Regions from separate parts of the Arachis hypogaea genome. Here all the other regions are linked to region 1. Evidence: chromatin contacts called from public Hi-C data. All regions are on one chromosome and are shown on one strand. Each heading gives the region's core, a stretch centred on a gene start, on an enhancer-like site or on the middle of the called end of the contact. The rest is flanking DNA. Distances are from core to core; before and after follow the strand shown.

The links. A called contact is a pair of places that touch in the nucleus more often than the background predicts.
Region 2: a Hi-C map of leaf shows a contact between it and region 1, with 3 times the contacts expected there. The contact joins the promoter of LOC112790694 here to the promoter of LOC112790696 in region 1. A contact is called at or near these places in 2 of 8 Hi-C or Micro-C datasets (both in leaf).
Region 3: a Hi-C map of an unstated tissue shows a contact between it and region 1, with 10 times the contacts expected there. The contact joins the promoter of LOC140183510 here to the promoter of LOC112790696 in region 1. A contact is called at or near these places in 2 of 8 Hi-C or Micro-C datasets (leaf and an unstated tissue).

The regions. Positions count from the first base shown.
Region 1 is chr3:78,255,492-78,258,791 of arahy.Tifrunner.gnm2.J5K5, reverse strand. LOC112790696 (protein NDL1) reads left to right here and starts at 1,657. Exons shown (of 10, transcript XM_025833223.3): 1 at 1,657-2,254; 2 at 3,276-3,300. The coding sequence starts at 2,195.
Region 2 is chr3:78,385,676-78,389,017 of arahy.Tifrunner.gnm2.J5K5, reverse strand. It overlaps LOC112790694 (inactive protein kinase SELMODRAFT_444075), which reads right to left and starts at 1,827. Exons shown (of 9, transcript XM_025833221.3): 1 at 986-1,827; 2 at 752-906; 3 at 580-674; 4 at 1-507. The coding sequence starts at 1,181.
Region 3 is chr3:78,508,783-78,512,036 of arahy.Tifrunner.gnm2.J5K5, reverse strand. LOC140183510 reads left to right here and starts at 1,809. Exons shown (of 1, transcript XM_072231959.1): 1 at 1,809-2,495. The coding sequence starts at 1,809. The coding sequence ends at 2,495.

The DNA of each region.
Region 1 (3,300 bases), core at 408-2,907:
GAGCTGCTGTTCCCATTTGTCTTCATCTTCTTCTACTTTTAGCGATCTCGCCCTTTCAATTGCTAACTCGTTGTTGTATCTGGGTTTTGGAAGCACGTTATTTGTTTTTGGTTTGGGCCAACTTGGTTACATGGTTACATGAATGTGTAGCAAGCCCCTTTTTAAAATGGTCATCAAAAAATTTTTTACTCAAATTTAATTTGTCCTTCAAAGATTTTAAGTTAATCACATTGGTCATTCGGTCACTTTATTTGTTGACGGCGCCAAAATTTATTAATATTACACGTTAAATGATACTACAACACACACTTAAAAATTTTAATTGACTGCTAACATAATAAATTTATGAAATTAGATCAAATCAAAACCTAATTAAGGAAGACATTGAGGCATTAGAATTCCTCAATTTGGCATTGATTTGATCTAATTTCATAAATTTATTATATTAGCTCCTAATTAACACTATTAAATATGTGTTGTAGTGTCACATAACGTGTCACATCAACAAACTCTTATGCCATTAACAACGGAAATGACAAATTAAAGAGACTACTAACATGACTAATGTAAAATATTTAAAAGACAAATTTGATAAAAAAAAATTTAAAGACTAATTTAGAGAACAAATAATCTTTCAAGAACTAATTTAATTATTTATTCAATAATTATGTATTTTTTTATTATTTTGACTCCCTGTTTATTTATACATATTATAATACAAATACATTTTTATAACTATCTCAAAATTTTGGTGTATTTAAACTTTATTTCCAATAAGTTCTCTTTTTAATTGAGATATAAAATTTAAGACTTTGTTATTAGTCATAGTTAATATGGTAAAAATACTTCAATCAACTTTTCTTTATATTAGGACACCTTTTCTTTTTTTTTTTTCAAATACATATATTCTTTGAAAGAGTTTCATATTAATTTATTCTATTTCTATATCTAATTCTAATCATCATTCACTTATATTATCAAATATTTTGAAAATTTAACAAATTAAATATATACATCTTATTAAATAATCTAATTTTTAATTATTAATATATAATAATTAAACTTTAAAAAATATAGAAAGACAGTAAAAAAGGTACAACCACTAGTACGTTATAATAAGAGCAAAAAATTCTTGTTAATTGATTCATATATTTGTCTTCATTATTATATATAGGATAAAGTAGTGAACGTAGTTTTCAGAATATATACATGGAAATGTATTTAAACATGGAATCAACACTTGTTACATTAGTACATTTTGTTAAACGCCAATGCAAATATTTAGTGATGACTTCTTTCAATTTATTTATTACCATCGGTTTGGTAAAGAATAAAGACGTGAACAAAAGAATATATATTAAATATATAAGAAGGAATTAATAAATAGGAAAAGGGCAAAAGAAATGTGGCGGAAGATGATTAATGATTAATGATTAATGATTGGAGTCAAATGAAAGGCAAGCAACCCACCATTTTTTAACTTCTAAGGTCCCCCTCCTACAAATGTGTCCACGTCTAAAATGTGGCTAAATTACATAAACTACAAAACAAATGTTAAATTAATTAATTATTAATTAATTTTTTAGAGGGAGAAAAGAAAAGTGGGCCAATGGGAGAACGCCATGTATAGAAAGAGAGTCAAAGGGAGAAAATTTTGGGGCCAACGGAAACAATAGGCAGTGTCAAGTCATAAAAACTTCGCCCTTTTTTCTGGTCAGAGACGAAAAAAGAGTAAAAAGGAACCCGTGAATTACGAGCCCCATAGATCTTGGTTATTCTAATTTTAGTGAAATCGTTTTCAAGACCCAAAAAACGGCGTCGTTTCTAGGCGCGGTTAAAATTCTGTTGGGTTTTAAGCGTCGGTGCCGGTAGGGTGGGTAAAATCGTAAATATAATAAACAAACGAAAAACATAAACGTTATGTTTTGTTTTGTTTAGTTTATGTTTGTGGATTTCACAAACACGAAAATAAGAGAGTGTGGGAGAAATTGGAATAGAATTGGCTTGGTATATAAGCCATTGAAGGCATAAACAAATAAAGATACATATTAGAGAGAAGAAGAGAGACAGAGAGAGGTCTATAATTTTCTCAAACTTCGGTGGTTGGTGGAGGCTTCTTTGGAGTTCAGGGGGCTTCCATATACAGCAAGAACAAGAACAACAACGGTAGAATCAGCAGACCAGAGCTACGGCCATGGCAGAATCCAGTGATTCCGTTTCACTCGACATGGAGAAGATCTACCTCGGTGGAAAGGTTCCATTCAATGCTTTACCATTTTTCCTATTTTCTTGATTTTCTTTGTTGGGGTTTAAAGGTTGAAGTTTTTTTTTTGGGGGGGGGGGGTGGGGTGGGGAGGAGGGGAGGGGGGAGATACAAGTTGATCAATTTCAAGTACTTGTCAATTGGGTGATTAATTAATGGGTTCCAATTTTATTTGTTTTGTGTTTGGTTTGCGCCATTGCTGAACGTAAAGGGAATATGTTTAGAAGTCGAAGGAAAGTTTCAGTCAATGGGATTCTCCTTTCTTTATTGTTTTAGCCGTAGGTTCTTATTTTGCATTGCGGAATATTTTAGTTGCGCAAGAAAGTTTCTTGACTTGTTTGTTTTTACTTGGAAAATTTTATGGGATTGGCTTATTTTCTTTTTCCTTTTTGTTTATCGTTCTTGATTTCTTTCTACACGGTCTTTCTTGGAACGTATTTGTTTCGCTGAGTCAATTGGAAATTTTGAACATAACAACTAGCGGATCTGCTCATTCCTTATTTCTCACATATTCTTTTGTACCTCCATCCTAAGTTTAAGTTGCAACGCTATTGCTTTTCTTTTCCATTGGGAAATTTTACGCTTTCTTGTTTTCCTTTTCCTTATTATTTGAGTTATTGGATGAGTTTTTACTTTATAGTCATCCTTATCCTTTTAAACAGCCTAAGACAGTATCCTGTTTTTAATTACCTTGACTTTGTTGTCTTTCTGAAGCACTCAATGGCTGGAATATGGAATGGCTTATTTATTTAATTCATCATATTGGTCAGTGATACTAATGTGGTATTGTTGCTTGTTAGTTTGGTTGTCCTATTAAGGGGCAATGTTAGGGAACAAACAGTTTGGAAAAAACGTTGATTTAGAATCTTTGCATAACTCAAAATAAGGGATATCCTTTGCTTAGGAGGTGGTTTCTTTTGTTCATTCCTCAGTTTTCTAACTTTGGTTCTGTTGCCTCTTTCTTCTTTTTGCCTGTATTTTGGTTACAAATCATATTGGTTTATCATTTCAGGAGCATCACATTCGAACTGGTTGTG
Region 2 (3,342 bases), core at 578-3,077, 130 kb before region 1:
CAATTAAGCACTCCTAAGACAGGGTCTTGATCGCCCAACCTTTGCATACTGTCCTCACCATCAAGACAAATCACATTGGCAATCCAGGGCTGAATATATGAACTTTTTGAAGATAAACTTAGCTTTTCACTCTCCGAGTCAGATTCAATATACTCCAGATTTTTCAGTCCCTCGTGCCTTCGCCTTTCATAAATATCACTCTGGAAAAATGGTGAAGTGCTAGGATCTGAGCTCGATAGTGATGAGGTACCAATATCAGTTGCAGTCAATAGCGGCGATCCTTGCTCAGGACTACTAGCTGGAGTAACAGCAGGACCTCTAATTGTGTCTGGATTTTGTTTTGCATATGCACTCAGCTCCAATGACAATGAACACCCCCCATCATTAAGTTCCATCTTCGGTGAACTGTTCAAATTCAAGCGCAGAATCTTTGCCCTTGATCGCTTCATACTTACAATATTGCAATGCAGCTGCTCCATGCAGCACTTCTTTTCTTGTTTCAATTTTCTGCAATCACGGATTAATCAATAGACAACATGAAACACACAAAACAAAAACATAATGTGAAATATATATTACTTGTCCAATATAACCCAGCTTGAGTGGACTCTCTTGGCTTCAATGGCAACTGCTCCACATAAAGAACTCGAAAGAATCTTGACGCTGATCTTTATCTGTATAAACATTTTTGGCAGATTTGAAAACCTGAATACTAAGCATTAGAAAGACAAACACAGTGTTATGTACCAACCTTGTCTGGATCATATAACTCATGTAGTTGAAGCACCAATTGGGAACAGGAACTCGTAATAATTTCTTTCTGATCTGAAGCGCTTCCTAAGTGGGATCTCCAGTTACTAGTGGTACAATCACTGGTAAATCTTGAGAATCCCCAATTCCTCTTGCCTGAAAATGTAAAGATCACAAATCATGATTCTTATTAAATCAAAATGAGTAAAAGCAAGATTGAGAGTGGAATGAACACCTGAGGAGAGAAAAGGAATGACAACTAACAGCTTAATGGAATCCCCTGGTTGAACAACATGAGTCAATGCCCAAACCAAAGCAGTTCTTGAAATTTCTCTTGAAGCTTTAACTGCAACAACTACCACTTTCCCACTCACCATCTCTTCTTCTTCTTCTTCTTCTACTTCTTCATAACTTTCCTTTTTGCTGCTCATCTCAAAGTTCCAAACTCTGCCAAAAATTGAAGTTACCAAAAGCCCCCCAATCTCAATGTTCCCATCACAAACACTAGAAAACTGAATTCGGGTTCAAGATCACGACTTTGCATAAGGGTGACAACATCCTCGGAACCACAAGAAATACTAAATACTCAGTTACTGACACAAACTTCAAGGAGACTTCAGTTAAAGCATGAGCACGTGAAAAGCCAGGTTGGGTTCAGCACAAAGCACATGCACAAGAAGAGAAGTAATTTCTTGAATCTTGAATCCTTGATGAGGAGGGTATGCAATTTGAGAGTTGAAAGAGAAAATGGGTTCAGGTGAGGCAAGCTTGAAGCCGGGGAACCCCATCATCTTCTTCTTCTTGGCATTTTCCTGTAACAGTTTTCTGAACAATGTTTGTGACTCAGAAGAAAGAGGAGAAAGCGGTTAAGACAAAAATAACAATAACAATAACAATAAAAAAAATGTAGAAATGAAGGATAATCTCAAGCAAATGATGACACGAAGAAAGGGACAATTGTATGTGAGACACTATAACTAAATCCTGTGCCTCTTCGACTGATCCCAAAACTCAATTGAGTCAGATTAACCGCTGATTTCAGTGCCTTCCTTAGGATCCCACATGCATTACAATTATTACTGCAAAATAAATTTAGTTGTATATATTGAAATTTTTTTTATTTTATTTGAATATAAAAATATTATATTTAATAAGTATTCCAAAATATTATTTTTATACAACATTTACCTATGTGTTAAATTGTTAAATATATGATTATTTCATGTGCCAAAAATATATAGAATATACCTATTATGTAATAATATACGAAAAAAAATTATTCTCTAACTTCAAAAGATTACGGAGTATAGTAGTTACTTTATCATTATCATTAGGATAGTTAAAATACATTTTCATAGAGAAAAATTTTATAAAAAATAAATAATTAAAATTTTTTAATATACTCATAATGTAATTTTAGCCAAAAAAGATTTACTGGCAATAACTTTGAACACTGTTGATGGACGATTACGCTCTGTTGCTTGTAAAAAATAAAAAACTTTGAACAAATTAAAAGGAAGTTTTATTAACAAAAAACTTATCTCCTTATCAGTATAAAAAGTTGATATTAATTTGAGAATAAAAAGGTGATGAGCTGTGTGAACTATATGTCGCTTGAACCGAGGGGAATGGATATTGAAAGTCGCAGAACTTGTAACACAAAAGAGAAACAATTTTGATTTTTTATTTTTATATAAAAGCTAGATTTGTAAATATTAGTGTTATATAGAAATCAGTGACATTATTATAAGAATCTCGTGTCTCGTGTAATTATGTTAGCCATAATAATTAGTTATCACTTTATCAGTAATATCATCAAGAGCTTACGCATAGGTTTAACCTAGAAATCATTCACTCACTTACGTCTCGAAGGGTGTGACATGCTGATTGTTACGTTGGGTAATCGGAAATTAATGGGCTGGACTCGGTAAGTTGGCCCAATCGTCTGAGAAAGGAAGCCTTCGAACGAGTTCGCACCTTTGTGGCCTCCGTCCGACTCGCGAGTGTGAGAGAATGGGGAGTGGTACCTGCAAAGACACTCCGATGCCTAAGTCAGCAAGGGTGTGAGCAGGTCTAGAGAGTATTGAGACTTAGAGATACGTGAGGGGTGTCAGTGTATTTATAGTGGTGAACCAATAACCACCGTTGGAATAGTTCCACCTTTTAGGGTGGATAACCGTCCCTTTATCTTAGGGAGGTTACAATATAGCTCTTGGAAGTGGATTGAGAGATTTTAGAGACAGTTATTATCTGCCAGCTAATCTCTGCTTCCGACTTTGTTGGAGCAAGTCGTGGGGAGCACCGACTTCTTAGAGGAAGGTCGGTATACTGTGAGGCTCAACCTTGTGGGTTGGGCTTGTCATTTGGACCTGTGCCTTAGCGTTGGGCCAGGGTATGAACAGTGCTCCTACTCGAGCCCAATTTCTCTTAAGAGTTGGGGTCGAGTATTATAACTCGGGACCGTAGCTGACTTGATGGGGAACCGACGTGATTTTTCAGAACCGACGTGTTTTTGAAAGCTTTCAACAGTCGCGTCTAATCAAACGTCGCGTCTCTTAGAGGTTTGAGTATTCATACGCGGGGGCGGTTACC
Region 3 (3,254 bases), core at 560-3,059, 250 kb before region 1:
TAGTAAAGAAAGAAGAGAAGAATTTAAACAAGATAAAAAAATAAAATAAAAGAAATAAAAAGAAAATAAACTTGAAATAAAAGAAATTAAAATGAATAAAATCTAAATTAGAATTTAATTGGACGCATGTTGTCAATCTCAATTAATTCCTGACAACGGCACAAAAAACTTGATAATTTTTTGTTATAATGTGTGTGTACCCTTTTCATGCTGAATGTCTCCTTTTATAGGAGCTGAAAGCTTAAAAAACATGATGCTAAATATTTGTGATACCCCACCTTTCATCATCTAGTTTACTTTCCAAACGTACATAAATGCTTACAAATCATACACCATTGGAAAATATTATTCCGGTGAATAATAGATTACAACCACTAAGAAATAATTTTCCAAGGACCGACGAGTATAATAACAAGCAAAAACGTGACCTATTGTACTTAGCAATTTTGTTATATATAATTCTTGTCCATATTTATTATGTATCATGGGGTATAGTAGAAACCCTATTGGAAAATAAATATGTACATTATTAATGAAATAAAATTTTTATGAACCTTTATTGTCATTCTTTTTATCGAGCATAATAAACACCAACTTGATTATTTATTGGTACAAGATTTGTTTTTGAAGATATTATTGTGTCGGACAAAATACGGTATTCACAGCTATCCCTCTTTATTCATTACTTATTTGATAAAAAGAATAAACAATTATTTATATCTTTTCAAATTAAGAAATGAGTAAAGAAAAATGAATATTATTTTGTTTGATCGAAAAGATGAAAGATAGAAATGGAATGTAATTATGCAAATGATGATATATGGAGATAAACTGGTAAGAGCCAAATGAAATGAAGCAAATGCATACTTTTCATTTTTTAAAGATTCAAACAAATAAAACAAAGGTAATTGAAACATGTACTTGATAACTTGCAAGACAATTATTTAAAAGAAATGGCCGAAACCTAACTTGATATAAACTGCTTGATTTGAAAGAAATGGGTAAGTACTAAAATGGACATGGACATCATCGACTCGACAGAAAATAATTGAAACAAACTAGATATGGGCTTGACGAATTGAAAAACAATGGGTCTGAGCCAACTTGATATGGGCATCTGTGACCTGAAAGAAAATAAATGAAACCAACTGGATATGGATTTGATGACTTGAAAGAAATGGGTCTGAGCTAACTGGATATGACCTTTAATAACCAAATACAAAATGAATTTAGCCGACTGGATATGGGCTTGATGACAAGAGACGGACCTTAACTAGCTGGATATGGCCTTGATCAATTGAAAAAGAATGGGTCGAGAGAACTGGATATGGGCATTTATGACATGACAGAAAATAAATAAAACCAACTGGATATGGGTTTGATGAGTTGAAAGAACTGGATATGGGCTTCAAAGACCCGATAGAGATAAAGGAAGCGGACTGGATATGGGCTTGTAGGATTGGACGAAATGATGATCTAAGCTTCCTAAAGAAACTGATTTTTTTTATTTTATTAATTAATTTTTTTTAAAAAATGTACGAAACCAAAATTGCTTTTTCTTTTCGGGCTATGCATAAAGAAAATCTCATAGAATCAAACTTTGGGTTTGTCTTATTAAAGTGAATTACACATAACCGAATTTTTCTCTCATCTGGAGAGACATCTCTCTCGTATTAGGAGAGTCAACTGTAGAAACGTCTGGTTCTAGTCCTTTAAGAGGAGTTTCTCCTTTAGGGAGCTTCATCAACACTCACCAACGATGAATAACACACTTTAGTTGTATTGTTAGTCTGCACAGAGTAAAAACAATGTCATATATGGAAGTCAGAGAAGTTGAAGCTACGGAGAGTATAGAAAGCAAAACAATCAGAATAGAAAAGCATGTACAACATAGCTTCAAGGAAGATTGTCTGAATTTCATTGGAAAATTCATAACTGAGAAAGAGATGAATTTGAAAGCTTGCAGGAATGCTATTTTGGGGATATGGGGCAATCCTGTGGGACTAGTTATCTCAGAAATTGGAAGAAATATGCTCCTGTTCAGTTTCAAAGACAAGAAAAAAGGCAAGCAGGCGCTTAACGGTGGGTCGTGGAGTATTAAAGGGTATTTGCTGAACCTACAAGAATGGATGAAGGGCCAGTCAGTATTTGAAGTCAAGAACGATTTTATGGATTTTTGGGTACAGATTCATGTGGTGCCTTTAGAGTTACTGGAAAGGGATACAACAAAAGTCATAGGAGACATGATGGGGTTAGTTTCAGAGGTGGAGGATCCATGGAGAGATACTAAACTGATGAGAACCTTCTTAAGAGTTAAGGTAGCTCTGGATGTTACTGAACCCCTCCCCACAGGGTTTTATCTTGAAAGAGACGATCTGCCGAATGCTTGGATCCACTTTAAATATGAAAGGATACAAGACCATTACTGTCTCAACTGTGGAAGATTGGGGCATAGAGCGATGGAAGGCAAGAATCAAAAAGTTATGGCAAGCTAGGATTCAAGTAAACCAAGGTTCACCAAAGGATTGGGGGTGCCTCAAGCTAAAGCTTTGAAAAATCAAGAAAGAAGAAGGTTCAGGGATGGTTGGAAAGAGGGGCACGAGGAAGATGAGGAGACGCGTGGCAAGAGCGTAAGGGGGAGAGGGGGTATGGAAAAACCAGAATCAGAAAGAAATGGGGTTGGTAGTACGGAGGGTATGGGGAGTGGAGGTGTTAGTAAGGGGATGCAGGAGGCAGGAGTATTAGGTGAGAATGAGGCTGTTGTAGAGAAAGAATGGTGTAACAGAATCCCTGAAAATCAGAAATGGAAGGATTTCGGGGCAGATAGAGATGGGACAGCTGCAGAAACACAGAATTATATTTTAAATGGTTTAGGGATAAGAGAAGAAAACAAAAAGGAGGAGCCTAGTGGATCAAAGAGGGAGGTATGGGGTTATAAAAAAGCCCAATGTGAAAACCCAAATGAGGTGTCTATAGGAGATGCCACCAATCAGAATAGCAATGGGCTTTACCAGCAAAATATATTAATGGGTCCAATACGTTTTGAAAACAATAAGGCTGGGAGAATAGAAGAAAAGGAAACAGATCATCCAGTTTTAAATGTCACTTTAGGGGCGGCCTTAAAAAAACACACGGATATTATTATAGCTATGAATGAAGATACATCAAGGGAACAGGGGAAGCCTGCTAAGGAGAAAGATACTCCGTATACAGAGCAGTGGGGGACCAATACATATAGTAGGCAAGAGGAGAAG